2 separate regions of the Pan troglodytes genome follow, and region 1 is linked to region 2. A link is a contact called in public HiChIP or PLAC-seq data. All regions are on one chromosome and are shown on one strand. Each heading gives the region's core, a stretch centred on a gene start, on an enhancer-like site or on the middle of the called end of the contact. The rest is flanking DNA. Distances are from core to core; before and after follow the strand shown. Region 1 holds the start of ANTXR2 (ANTXR cell adhesion molecule 2). Region 2 holds the start of PRDM8 (PR/SET domain 8).

Region 1 (7,005 bases), core at 159-2,658, 110 kb before region 2:
TTCAGAGTAAACACAAAAGCCTTTCTTCGCAGGAAATGCAAACCACATTAGGCATGTTAACCCTAGGCTTTTCCTGCCTCCAATGAAAGCGCTATGATTAGGATAACACCAGGCAAACTTTAGCCTGCGTACGAGCAGGGTCGAGGAGGTGGGTAAGGACTCTGTGGCCGATGGAGCGTGGCCCGCAAGAGGCCACACTCCCATTTCCCAAGAGGCCCAAAGACTGGCAAACAGTGAATACCCCAACTCCCCAAAGAGCCAAGTAGCCCGGGGCTCCAATCACTACCGCCCACCCCGCTGATCTCCGCCCACACAGATCCGAACGCGCTTGCCCTTTGAAAGAAGACAGCAACAGGGCACCCCTCCGCGGGTTTCCAACACCACTCCCCGGGGTGCGCACACGCATCTCAGCCTCAGCCCCAGCTGATCCAGTGCGGCCCTCACCAGAAGACCCTGGACCTCCCTCGCACACTCACTTGTCCAGGACGAAGTAGAGATCAAAGGCTCTTCTGCAGGAGGGCTGCTCCTGGGCGCGCAGCAGCCCCCCGGGACCGCTGAGCACCAACAGCCACAGCCCCGGGAACAGCCAGCTCCCGGGGCTGCGGGCCGGGGACCGCTCCGCCACCATCCTGCGGCCGGGGGCCTGCGACTCCCTCCCGCTCGCAGTCCCCTAAGCTCAGGAGGGTCGCAAAGGTGGCGGGAGTCACCCGGCACGCACTCTGGGGTGGGGGGCGGCGAGCAGCTGAGGCGCCGGCGCCTGCGGCAGCGGGACCCACCAGCTGACAGAGGGAGGGAGAGAGGGAGGTCCTGAGAGGACAAAGGGAGTCTCCGCCACCGCCGCAGCTGCCGCCGGAACTCTTGACGAATCCCAGTGGAAGCGCGATCCAGTCCTCCCCCTCCCGATTCCGGAGAGTTCCTGCAGACAATGCGGGCCCACGGCGACAGCTCGCGAAAGGAGTTCCTCTCCGGCCTGGGGCCGAGCCTCCAGCGCCCGCCTGGGACCCGGACCTGGAACCCACCCCGCCTGGAGGGCTGAAGTTCCCCCCGCTGCCGTGCGCTTCGGGACAAGGGGTCCCTGGGACGCGGCGACGGCAGAACAAACTAGGAGTGGAGACCCTTCTCCTCCGGCCGCCCCAACTCCCTCCGCACTCCGAAACTTTCCTCCCGGTGCTGGACTCTGGCACTGCGCTGACAGGCCGTCCCCTTTAGGGGAGGAGGCTAGCTGGCCCTGGGACTCCCGGCTGGAGAGAAGCCACGCCGAGGCCAGGAGCGCGCTCGGGCCGGGTCTGGGCTGCGTGTGTCAGTGTGCGCCTGGGGACGAGGGCGGGGCCCCAGCTGAAGCCTCCGAGCCACACACGCACACTTGTGGGTTCCTGCCGAGTTGAAGATGACTAACGCTTGCCAGATTTGGGAAAGGGAAGAAGGAGTTTAGAAAAACAAAAGTTATCTAGAAACTAAACATACCCGTATATCCTGCAGGCCTGGCCTATTTTAGCAGCTGTGCTAAAACAGCCCCTATGCGTGGTTTACAAACCCAAGACTAAGGATTCCATGGGAGGTGACGGCCTCCTCACTCCTCACTCCACCCCACCCCCTACTACCACAAACACTCTTTATGAACTTCCTCTTTTTTTTCTAAAGAAACCTGCTTAGCTTTTTTGTTTTTGTTTTTTCTTTAAAAAAAGCCAAGCCAAGGAAAGGCCGGAGTGGGGAGTGGGAGGGGATAGCAGGCCTCTTTGGGAGTGGAAAGTTGTACCTCAAAATATTTCAGCCCACTGTCATTTCCCTGCAAGCTCCAGTTTTGGAGAATTTCAGCTTTGGGCAAGCTAGGTCTCCTTTGCAAAACTTGTGCAAGCACTCAAGTTTGTGCACAAATCCTCTGTCTACTAGTTCTGCTCTCCCTCCTCTCTCTTCCCCCCACCTCTGTGACTTCCGCCCTCCCTTAGTCAAAACTGGCTTTTAGAACCTAACTACCTTTTCATTTTTAACAAAATCAATACTTTATGTAGTACTTACATATACATCTCTTCTGTTTGTTGCCATATGTATTTAACTTTTCATTTATTATATTTGATATACAACCAGATATGTCAGCTCTTTGAAGATAAAAATTAGTTACTTTAACAAAGATTCATTGAGTGCCTATTATTTGCTAGGCACTGTTCCAGAAGTGGAGGTTAGTGCACAGAACAAGATAACAAGCCCTTGCTTTCATGAAGCTGACAGTCTGGCTGAAGAGTGAAAACAGACAATAAGAAATAAATACATAGCAAGGAAAAAAATGTCCATATTGGAAAGGTGGCTTGTAGAAATTTAAAATATTGTGATGATAAAGAATGACAGACTCGGTGACTAACAAAAAAGACCCAGTCATTCCAAGAGCTCTAAGGGGAAACATTTGGAGTTACTGCAAAGGTCCATAGACATTAGCTTAGCATATTCAAAAAAGAAATAAAAAACTGTGTAGCTGGAGCTTTGCAGGTAAGACGATGTAAGAGAAATAGGCAAGGGCCAGATTATGTGAGGCTTTGTTTACTGAGATAAGGAATTCAGATATTTAATATTGAGTGTGACAGGAGGTTATTAGAGGGGTTTAAGCCCAGGAGTGGAGTGGCAGATGAATTGATATGATCTGTGTTTTTCAAAGATCATTCTGGCTGCAATGAGACAATGAATTTGGAGTTAGCAACAGTGACAACAGGGAGAGCAGTTAGGAGACTATTGCAGTAGCAACATGTTGACAAACAATCCTGAGGTTCATAAATTTGGAAAGGAGAACTTCATTTCTTATAAAGGGTTACAGCTGCAGGCTGGACATCTTGACAGGCTGGGAAGTGTAGCCTCTGGCAGAGACAAAAAGCAGGCACTTTGAGGGAGGAAAGGGTGGAACAGGAATTTATGCTAAATGAGTTGGCCAAGTATACATATTCAACAGGTTATAGGAGGAACTATGAATATTTCTGAAGCAAGGGGTACATGAACTATGCATATTTCTGAAGCAGGTGGGTTAAGTTTCCACATCAAAGTGAACATGGGACCTATGCAACATGCATGCTTAGTAAGCAAACATGAATAGTAAGCAAACATGCAAGTTGCATATGTCTCATGTTCACTTTGAGGTGGAGACTTAACAATTAAATGTATTATAATTAGGCCCTATTTGTCAAAAGGTGAAACAGAAGACATGAAGGCACTCAGTGCCACAGCCTCTGTAAACCAACCAGAACCAGTCTACGGTCAGTGGTCTCTTATCAGGAGAGTTATTAAAATCAGTCTCTTGTCCAGTCAAAGCTGTAGTTATGGCTTGTGGAACAGGAGTAGGGGTGGAGGATTAATTAATTAGTGTCTTGCAGTCAGTAAGATGCAATTGTTTCAATATTGCTTATCTGGAGGCCAGTGTTTGTTTAGATGCTAGAGAAAAAGAAAACCCTTTTGGCAGTTAGAATATAGTTTATTTTTTAAGTGTAGGAATGTGTTACTTGACCTTTGCCTGGCATGGTCTTAGGTCTTGTTTATAATTTGGTGTCTTATGAACACAGAGTACATTCTGTCAGTCTTATCATCTCTATTTTAACAAAGGCAAAATAAAATGGTACCTTGGACCATCATCACTATAGCAACTAACCTGAGAGTTATGAATGGATGAAAACTTTAATATATACTGGCAGACCTCCATTTTGAAAATATGCTCATTACAAATGTCAAAGATTGAATGGAGGGTGGCTAACATCCCTTCTCACTCTTTGCCAACTGGTCACTTGGGGATGGAAATTCCACCACTATCAACTGCATCAATCTGCCACTTTTTACCTGATGGAGTGAGGAAGATACTGAGGGGCAAGGGGCTAGCTAGATGGAAGATAACTTTTACTTTTGTAAGAAGGAAACATACAGCCTTCATAATTTTCAAATAATTAAGCACTAGAAGCAAGTCCTTAATTAGTCCTGAGACTAATTAAGAAAGTCCTTAAAGCACCTTAATTCTGTCCTCCTTGGCTTCATCTTTTCTTGAGGTTCTAAAATTCTGATTACTTCTGCAGCCCTCCAGTCTCCAGGTATGTGTTGCCACTTCTCATTTCACATTTCGGTCCAACCTGAATACATAAATCTCCCTGTCTTCCCATAAGAGAACTGAAACAGGCTGACATTTTCAGGAAATTTGTATCAACAGCTTGTTCAAGTTTCAAGGTTTTGTATTCATTGCTGGTTGAAACTGGTTTCCATTTTCAACTTTAATCTTAAGACAGAATCAAAGATATTATATGCCACATCGGCATGTTATTGAATAAAATCTGGGGAAAAAATGTATCCCCCCAAAAAAGTGACAATTGGTTTCATGTTAGAAGGAGACAGAAGGCAAAGAAATATGAGACATGATACTAACCATGTACTCTATCCTCCTAAGGAAGTATTTTAAACTCAAATTTGTTGGTTTCCTTTATCCCTAGTCTTGACTAATTACCTGCTCATCTTCTGGGACTTCCCAAACTGGTCTAAGAATCCATCTTGTCCTAGGTTCAAACTAAAGCAAAATACCTCAATTTAAAACTCATTCTTCCTCAAAATTTCCAGGCCTTCTGAGAGTACTCCCACTCAGTTCTTCTTTCTTGAGTACAAGGCTGGCAGAGAATATTGACATACCAGAAAAATAGTAGCACTCTTTTGTTTATCTGTTTGCTTGGGTAAAGAATTCATCCCAGTCCTGGAGCATTTTGCATCTCACTGACTTGCTCATGTAAGATCTACAGCAAAGCAAAAAATGGCCTCAGACCAATAACTAATCAAATCACTTTCATTTAATAAAAATTAATCAGAAGATCATTAATTACTGGGGCAACCAAGTGTTCTAATTTGTCACAGACTGAGGGGTGTCTTCAGTCTCATGGACATGGGACTTTCCATGCTAAAACTAGGGCAGTCCCTGGGATAGTTCCTGGCAAGCAAAACTGTTGGTCATTCTTTTCCTAAGCAATAATGAGGGAAGATGAAAGCAAAAGCAGACATGAAAATCTCTCCAAGCCATGAAAAAGAAGTGGTAGCAACAGCAGTACTTTCCCTTCTCCTTCATCAGTGAGAGCACTCTGGGAATTGTATCAGCTGGAGAATAGCCAGGTAAGGTTTCAAACTGACTTTTGTACCATGACAGTCATGCTGGGACCCTGCTTAACTTTCAATCTGACATCAAGAATGGGAGGGATAATGCAGATTTTTTAAGAGAGAGAGAGAAAAAGAGACTCTATACTGCATTATGTAGGTAAATAAATCTAAAAAAGTCTCTTTTATCAAATTATTTGTATTTCCACTGAATTATTTGGCTTTACAATCCATGAATGCCCCCACTCTTTGAAAATTATTCTTTGTATTAAATCAAACTTCTTAATAAATAAATAAATAAATCAAACTTATTAATAAAAATGCTAATGAACCCCAAAACATGTTAAATTCATTTTAATGCAGTTAGAATAGCTTGAGATTGACACTTGATGATTTAAAGTCTTCACTAGACCCCCCTCTCATTGTCCTTTTTTTCCTACCTGCAGAGCTCCAATGGACTACACGTTAAATTATATTTAATTACTTATTTACTGGTCTTTTATTATACTTAATGAATGTTTACTGATACCTACTATGTATCAGATAATGTTTTAAGCACAAATGTTAGACTTTCTATTCTCAAGCAGTTTGCATTTTCAATCTCCTGTAGTGAATTTATTTCCATCACCCCATACCCCAACAAATAAACTAACAGAAAGGCAAATAAGCAACAACAATAAAAGTATTCTTTATGTGTAAAAAATTATATAATCTATATTATTTGCAAGTAGACATCTTTTGTGGCATACACGACTACAGACGTGACTCTCCCGGAAGTTGAGTACCATACTGAAAATGATTCATATTCATGTCACATGGGAAATGATTCATTATATGATATCTACAGTGATTCAGAGGAAGAAAATAAATCTTCACTACCTATAAGTGATAAAGCTTATTTCAACTTTTATCAGGCATAGTCATTAAAGAACTAGATTTCGTCAATGTCTGAACTAGTTCCTGAGAGTGAATAAAATGCCTTTGGAAGGTGCAATTGCCTCTAAATTAATATCTCTATGTATGACAATAGGGGGTGCTAGCTAATGTTAGAGAATGATTACTAACATCTGCATTTGGGATCAAATGTGTCTCAAATTGAGTTTCTCAGAAACAGACTTGAGATTCAGAAATTTGCATGCAGGAGATATATTGAGGCATGCAGCAAAACCTCAACGAAGGGATGAGGGAAGCAGGAACTGTCAGAGAGAAACTTGAACCATGTTGGAATTCTGAAGGAGGCTTCAGGCAACCACCAAAGGTAACTCTGGAGCTGTGATAGCCTTTCATAGTTGTCCTGAATTGAGTGAGACAAGGGAGCCAGCGTTTGTTACCCCTCATGGATCACTCACTAAATGTGGGCTTCCACTCTACAGGGGAAAGGCATAACCTTAAGCAATGGCAGCTTCTTTTGACTTGGGGCAGTTATGAGGAGGGACTCAGTTGTGAGCTGTCAACAGCAAAATCCTGGCTGTGGGGAAATTAGTGTTTCAGCCCTGAAGGAGGAATCTAGGTGATGCAACTACAGCACCTACAACCACAGCATCTAGAATATCCAAAAAAGGCCAAGACACCTGGCAGCTAGTTTGTTGAAAGTCCTATCTCATGTGCAATGTCAGACCTTCACAAAGCAGCTCAGGCTTGGATTGGCATCCTAGAATGATAAAGTCATGTAACTGCATCACTTCTCTCATGCCTTCTACCTTAGCTCTGGTGCAGGTCAGTTTCTCAATTCTCGAAGGAATTGCTCTAACAGTATTCTGTTCTTCCTATACCTTCTCCATATTTCAATATAATTAGTCCCCTGAAGCATAAAACCAATCATATTAATCACCTACCTAGTTACTGCAATGGAATGTGGTTTCCTAACAATGGAAGGCCCTCCACAATAGCATTACAACTTAGCTTTGTATC
Region 2 (6,961 bases), core at 2,608-5,107:
AGCCTTTGGATCCCTTCCTCTACATTAAACCGATGGAGATTAGGCATTTCCAGCTCACTGGCAGTGGGCCATATTTTAATCCATATTTCAGCTAACCAAGCATATAAACTATTGAAACTTTTTAACTCCCCAAGCTGCAATATTAAATGCAGAGTCCCAACTTAGTGGGCCCAAATCAATAAATTCAGCCTGATCCAACTCCATGTTTCTTCCACCATTATCCCATACCCTTAATATCCATGCCTGTTCTCCAGATTTCTGTTTATATAAATTAGAGAACTCAAACAGTTCTTTTTGAGTATAGTGTCCCTCCTCATGGGTCACACTCTCAACCTCACCTCTAGGGGCCCTCCAGGACTTCCATCTAGTTATAGGTCTAGAAGCAAACGAAAGAGCTGGGAGTGGCTGCTGAGGAGAATCAACATTATCTTGCCTGATAACTGCTGCAGGGGAGGCCATCACTGTTGCCTCAGGCAGTGCAGGATTTATCTCCTCAGACAAAGGTGGAAAGGCTGATAGCTGCATGGGTTGGGGAGGGGATGTTTTCACTACTGTGTATGGGGAAGCTGTTTCTTCTGTCAAAAAGGTTCATCAGAGTTTACAAACTCAGTGTCCCCAGCTTCATCTGGGTCCTCCCACACATCCCCATACCAAGTTGTGGGGTCCCATTCTTTTCCAATCAATGCCCTTACTTTAACAGTAGACACCTGGCAAAGCTGTACATGCATCTTTCATTACAGGAGAGCCACAGGCATGATAAGAGCTTGCGTCTGTTTTTCCACAATTTTAGCTCCTTCTCTACATGAGATAAGACTCTCGCTTAGTGCAATCTTAGCAGATTTGAGGCTCAGTATCTGCTTCTGAAGCCGGGAGACAGAATCCCTGAGTTCATCATTTTCTTTCCACATTTTGTCCACTGAACTTAGGAGCAAGCAACCAGCTTCGTTATGTTCCTTGGTTCTCCACATATGGTCAAAGGTATTATGTACAGAGTCAGTAAACTCCTTGCCTCATATATATATATATATAGGGGTTTATTAAGTATTGACTTACACAATCACATGTCCCACAATAGGCTGTCTGCAAGCTGAGGAGCAAGGAGAGCCCAATCCAAGTCCCAACACTGAAGAATTTGGAGTCTGATGTTCAAGGGCAGGAAGTATCCAGCACAGAAGAAAGATGTAGGCTTGGAGGCTCAGCTAGTCTCTCCTTTTCACATTTTTCTGCCTGCTTTATATTTGCTGGCAGCTGATTAGATCGCGCCCATCAGATTAAGGGTGGATCTGCCTTCCCCAGCCCACTGACTCAAATGTTAATTTCTTTTGGCAACACCCTCACAAACACACCCAGGATCAATACTTTTTATCCTTCAATCCAATCAAGTTGACACTCAGTATTAACCATCACATACTGTAATAAAATTTATGTAAATATGGTCTTCCTTTCTCCCTCTCTCAGAATATCTTATACCGTACTCACCTATTTTCCAACTGCAGAAAGCAGAACCACAGATACAGGGAGACTACTCATCTCTTAATATGATTCATTTGGGCTGAATTTCTGTTTCCTCTTGGGTCTCTGAGAATTGCCACATTTCAAAACCTTCTATGTGTATCATGATCTCTAAAGTTCATGATAACCCTCCAAGGCATCAACATTAACCCATTTTATAAATGGGGAAATATTACTTAGATAAATAAAATACCCAAAGTCACACACCCAATGAGTCTCAGAATGGGAATTCAAATCCCAGTCCTTGTAACATCATTTTCTTTGTTTCACTTAAATTTGTAAGTACATTCTAATTATACTACTAATGCAAATACTAATTTCATCTAAATGTAAGATAAATTTTACATTAGCTGTCTTCTGAACACATTAAGACCAAGCCCTTATTTTGAAATATTTGATAAAATTCACAAAGAAACTGCTAAACTCAAGAACAGTATCCCTTTAATCACAATAATGAAAACAGAAAACTTTTATTAAAACAATGAAAAAACTTGATAAGCTATACTCTTGTTTGATGTTAACATTAACTCTTCTTTGATCTTGGGTTTCTTTGTCAGACACCTTTGATTGCAACCCAACAACCATCCCCAGTCCCTTATCCCTATCTTTTTATACTTTAAAGGCTAATTTTCCCAAACTCTTTTGCATGTATATGTGGCCAGGAGATCCAGGTCTGCCTAATGAAAGTGAAAGTATTATTTTCATTGATTAAGCAAACAACCACAGCTTTTTGCCCCTGTTCCTTTCTTCATGTTTAAAACGATGGTTTGATGCTTGGAATTACAGCAGCTATATTGTGACCATGAGCCAACATACCCAAGGTTGCTAGATTTAGCAAATAAATATATGTAATGGCCAACTGAAGTTTCAGTTTTAGATAAAATATGAATAAATTTATAGTATATGTCCCAAATATTTTATAACATATACTAAAAAGAGTATAATTGTATAGATAATACACACAAATATATATTATATATATAAACTAAAGAGCTTAAGTTAGAGTCAACTTAAACACCAAGTTCCACAAACTTTCAAAGCCCTGAGTTTTGTTGTTGCTTTATTAAATTGTGAATGGATAAAAAGAATGTAAAATATGTATATGGCATAAAGAAAAACTACGCTGAACACTTTGTTAATTGCCACCCAGCCTAAGAAAAAGAACAACCTCAAAGGCAATCTCTATCCTGGATTTTGTGTTTAATCTTCCTTTGCCATTTTAATAATTTCCTTGCTTTCCTTTGTTCATCTTTATCCCCTCTGAAAAGCTAATAATGGAAATAAGACCTTTGCCTTTTACGATGCACTGAAGATAGCCTGACAGTCTTCCTCCCCTTAGCCCCCAAATTACTAGTCTATGAGAATTATGCAAAATTTAAAACAGGAAGGTGCTCTTCATCTCGGTCTTCAGAAAAAAACATGACAAAGGTTGACCTTTACAGAGGTAGTTAGGTTGCTAGATAAAAAGAGATACAAGTGACAAACCAAAGAGAGGGGGAAATCCTACACTTAGGGGGTTGAGGTTTTGGTCTTTGTGTGTTTTTAGAGAAGCAACCTCAACTTTCAGGTTTCTGAAAGGGCTCCCCTGCTTTTCCTTCAGCTCAGCCCTAGGCAAGCAGACCCCCTGCCCAAGCCTCCCTCCTGAGATCCTGCATATGCTTTCTTGCTAAATGACTTTTAGCTCCGTTATCTCCTCATGGGATACATCTGTTGGGTGCCTCGCATCCTCAGCTCCACTTTCATCTCTTCTATCTCAACACATTGTTTCCTCCACTCCTGATGCCAGGGTGGAAGGAAGCCATCCCGCCCGGCCGCGCTTGGGGATTGGCAGCCAATGAATGATTGGCAGCGGGCATCTCTGTCAGAGCTTTGGCATGCTGCAGAGTAGAAGCCCCGTGCTAATGAATGCCATCTACACCTACCAGATGTGCCACTGGGTGACATGCCAGATCTTTTACATAATGCCATTCTGCCGGACACAAGACAGCTGAGGGGTGGGGAGGTGTGTCTTTTAATGCTTTGGGATGGGAGTAGATCTGGCTTTCCCTCATTTTATTTCTTACTCAGACCACCCGCCACTGCCCATACACCCAATCAGCTCCCTTTACATTGGGCTAAGGCTCAGGGCATCTCTCTCGGAGACAGTGGCGAAGCAGCAGAGTTTGAGTTCCCAGGACATATCTCCTGTCCCCTGGCTCTCATCCATGCTCATCATTTCCTTGAGCTCGCTCCCTTCCCGCATCCAGATTCAGGAAAGGGAAATAGTTTTCAAAATCAAAGAAATAAAAGCACTAATGGGATCTGAAATGAAAGGAAGGAAGGGGAAAAACTACACTTCCCATCCTCCCCCCTCCCCCATCCCTAATATTCTCTTCTTCCCTAGTCTAAACGTGCAAGGATGAGCTTCCTACACCCCATCCCTTTGGCAGCTTCTCCTGTTCTTTCCTTTTCCACCGTCCACAGGAAACTGGAGCGTGTTTATCCCCAAGGGTGATATCCCGTTAGTGCCTGTCCCACGTTCTGGCTGAAGTAGCTGTCTTAAGGTGGAGGCGTCCAAAAATCCGTGCCGTTTGGGGAGCAATGTTTCCTGGAGTGGGATGGACAAGGTGGGAAGAGAGGAAAATGAGCAAACCACTTCTGACGGACAGCGGGTGTGTGAGCGTGTGGGAGTGCTTGGGTTGTCCTCGCCCAGCTCTCCTTCCCCGGAGGGAGAATGGCTGGAGGGGGGCTGGTGGTTGCCAGGAGGATCCCCTCTCTTTTGCTAAACCTGCGGGTACCGGGCTGCCCTGTAATCGGCGGGACTTGAGAACGGCAGGCCTCCGCTCCTCCTCCCCAGGGGCCATGACCCTCACACACCTCCCCACACCACCCCTCCCGCGACACACACGCAGTACTTGGGGCGACTGGGCGCCACTCCCACGCCAGAGCCCTGCCCCGCGCCCGCCTGGGGCCGAGCAGCCTGGCCCCTTGTCTTGCACCCCCACCCCCCGCCCGCTGCCGAGGCTCCAGATGGCTTCTCCTTGCGCTCGGCTCGCGGCCCCCAGACGCCGCCCGGCAGCAGCCGGCGGTCGCTCCCTCCCTCCCAGCTGCTGCAGCAGAGACCGGGGCCATTTCGCGAGGCGGACGGGCTCCTCGGCAGGCTCCGATTGGGGTGGGAGCGCGGCCGCCGAGGGGCCCGCAGTAGCTGCGCTCACGGGGAAGGAGCCCCACAGTCCCCAGGTAAGGAAGCCGCGGGGCAGGCGAAGGGCGGGGAAGGAGGAGCCTGAGCGTTCCGGTACCCAACCCTCTCTCTTTCTTGACCTTCCTCCCCTCTGCCCCTTCATCCTGGGCGCGGAGGGCGGAACAGTTTCTGGACCAGAGCACCCGCGAGAAGCAGGGAGCGGCCGCACAGCAGCCAGAAGAGGGCGCCAGCACCCCGGGGCCGGGGCTACAGGGCTGGCTCTGCCCCGGCGTCCCGCCCCCGCCCCGGGGAACGCTGCCTCTGCCGCAAAGATGCCCCCTTCCGCTGGAAAGCGGTAATGCCCACCGCCCACCGCGACCACCCCTTCCCCATTTTTCTCAGTTCTAACTGTACTCCTCTCTCGTTTCCTTTTTGCTTCTCTCTCTCTCTCCCCCCTCCTTCGTCCTCTCTTCCTCTTTCTCTCTGCGCTTGTTTTCTTACTTCCCCCTCCCTCCCCGCTTGCACCCCGGTACTTTTCCTTCTCTTTTCTGATCACTGGCGGGGGGAGGGTTTGTCGCCCGCCGGAAGGTAGTGTGGAGGGGATGGACGTGTTTCACGCTCAGGTTCTGGCTCTGGCTCCTCTCCATAGGTGCCTCCCTGGGTGCTCGCGAAAGCAGCCCTGAGAATGGCAGCTCTCAGAGGTTGAAGTCATTCTTTTCGGGGGACGGGGCACGGCGACTGTTTGATTAGGGGGTGAGTTATGCATTTGGGGCGGCGCTTCCCTGGAATGCAGAGCTGGGGATTTCCCTTGCTAGACGGATGCTTAAAGTTCAGTGGCTTTGTACTGAGCCCCTTTCTCACCCCGAAAAGTCATGACAGTCAAAAGTATCTCTCTTTCTCTCTCCCCCGCCCCCCCACTTCTCTCCAAAACCCTAAAGACTGCCTCCCCGGACAGTCTTCACCGTTTTTTTTCAGAAGCAGTTGCGCTGGGGGTGGGGAAAGGGAGGGAAGGGATATTGAAAGGCCGCAGTGGCTAGCAACTCCGCGCCCGTCCGATGTCCTCTCTAATCCCCCAGTGTTCTGGCGCGTGCCCACAGTGCCCCCAGACCCTCCGCTCGCCCGTGCGCCGAGGTCGTCGGGTTTTAGACCCAGAGAGCACGTTCCGTAAGCTCCCGGCCCAAATCCCCTCGGAAAAATTAATCACAACCACCAGCGATGCAAAATATGTGCCTGTGTTGAGTCTGTCTTTTAATCCCGAACGTAATTCTAAAAAGCAGCATCAGACAAGAGCTTTATTAATCCCTTACACGAGCAAATGCGATCTCTGACCTACTAGACTTGTTTTCCTACAATTTCACAAAAAGCCTCGCTAGAGGAATGTGCAAGGACAGAAGGGAAACTGAGGAGACCCGCAACTCATTAGCGAAATAATAGGGTGCACTTCAATAAAAATGCGGTCCTGAAGTGGAGCAGACTCACCGGCAAGGAGCCCGGAAAATCGACAGGGGCGGCGGCAAAGTGAGTGATGGGGATTGGAGGAAGGGGTAGGATTGGAGGAAGGGCCTCATGCACAGAGTGTGGTTGGGAGCTGGAGTGGGAACCCAGTTCTGTCTCTTCCGAAGGCTTAGGACCCATGTGACTGAATTTAGGGGCCGTCCCCTTGCGAGGGCACTAGGACAACAGGAGGGGCGCACCTGCAATACGGATGAGTTCAGAGTTTGATCCCTTGGGGCCTTTTTCTCGCACTTGAGATTTCACTATCAAGTCATTCAATTAATCATATTTCCCTTCTCCCATTTTATTCAAAACCGTCTTCCAGTTCCCTCATAATCGTAATTTGCGTCATTGCCTTTTATCGTTGATTAGTTAGGAAGCCGAAAATGGTAATGGAGGGTCGGGCCAATAAATTAGCTTTAGGAACAGACGGACGGACGTCCGAGGCTGCTGCATGGGTGGGCGCTGTCCACCGAAGCTGGCGGGGGCCACCGTCGCTGCAGCTGGCTTCTCAGGAAGGCGTTAAGGAAAAGGCGCGCGGTACTGGCTGAATGGAGAGATCCACTCTGAAATAAACCCGGTGGCCACAAGGGAAAACTTCTCACTGCACTAAGTGGAGAGGCTCCTGTGACGCTTAGCTTTTCCCGTTTGGTATAGAAAAGGAAGGACTGGGTTGTTATAGAAATGGAGAAGAGGAAGGATGGGGTTGGATAAGAGTCAGACTCCTGTTACTTTCAGAGGCCTCCCTACTAGCGGGTAAACAGGTTTAAAGTCTGGGCCTTATTAGGAGTCTTT

What was found. HiChIP or PLAC-seq counts read pairs in DNA pulled down with a chosen protein or histone mark.
Region 1: a contact with region 2 is called in an H3K4me3 HiChIP or PLAC-seq map of stem cell-derived excitatory neurons, with 4 times the contacts expected there. The contact joins the promoter of ANTXR2 here to the promoter of PRDM8 in region 2. A contact is called at or near these places in 1 of 7 Hi-C or Micro-C datasets (blood) and 1 of 1 datasets of contacts at active chromatin or transcription factors (stem cell-derived excitatory neurons).

Annotation. Positions count from the first base shown.
Region 1 is chr3:50,063,295-50,070,299 of NHGRI_mPanTro3-v2.0_pri, reverse strand. ANTXR2 (ANTXR cell adhesion molecule 2) reads right to left here and starts at 1,408. Exons shown (of 17, transcript XM_001145172.6): 1 at 477-1,408. The coding sequence starts at 628.
Region 2 is chr3:49,955,779-49,962,739 of NHGRI_mPanTro3-v2.0_pri, reverse strand. PRDM8 (PR/SET domain 8) reads left to right here and starts at 3,857. Exons shown (of 7, transcript XM_016951536.4): 1 at 3,857-4,731. The coding sequence starts at 4,093. LOC129143721 (a long non-coding RNA gene) reads right to left here. Exons shown (of 2, transcript XR_008547504.1): 2 at 1,937-4,099.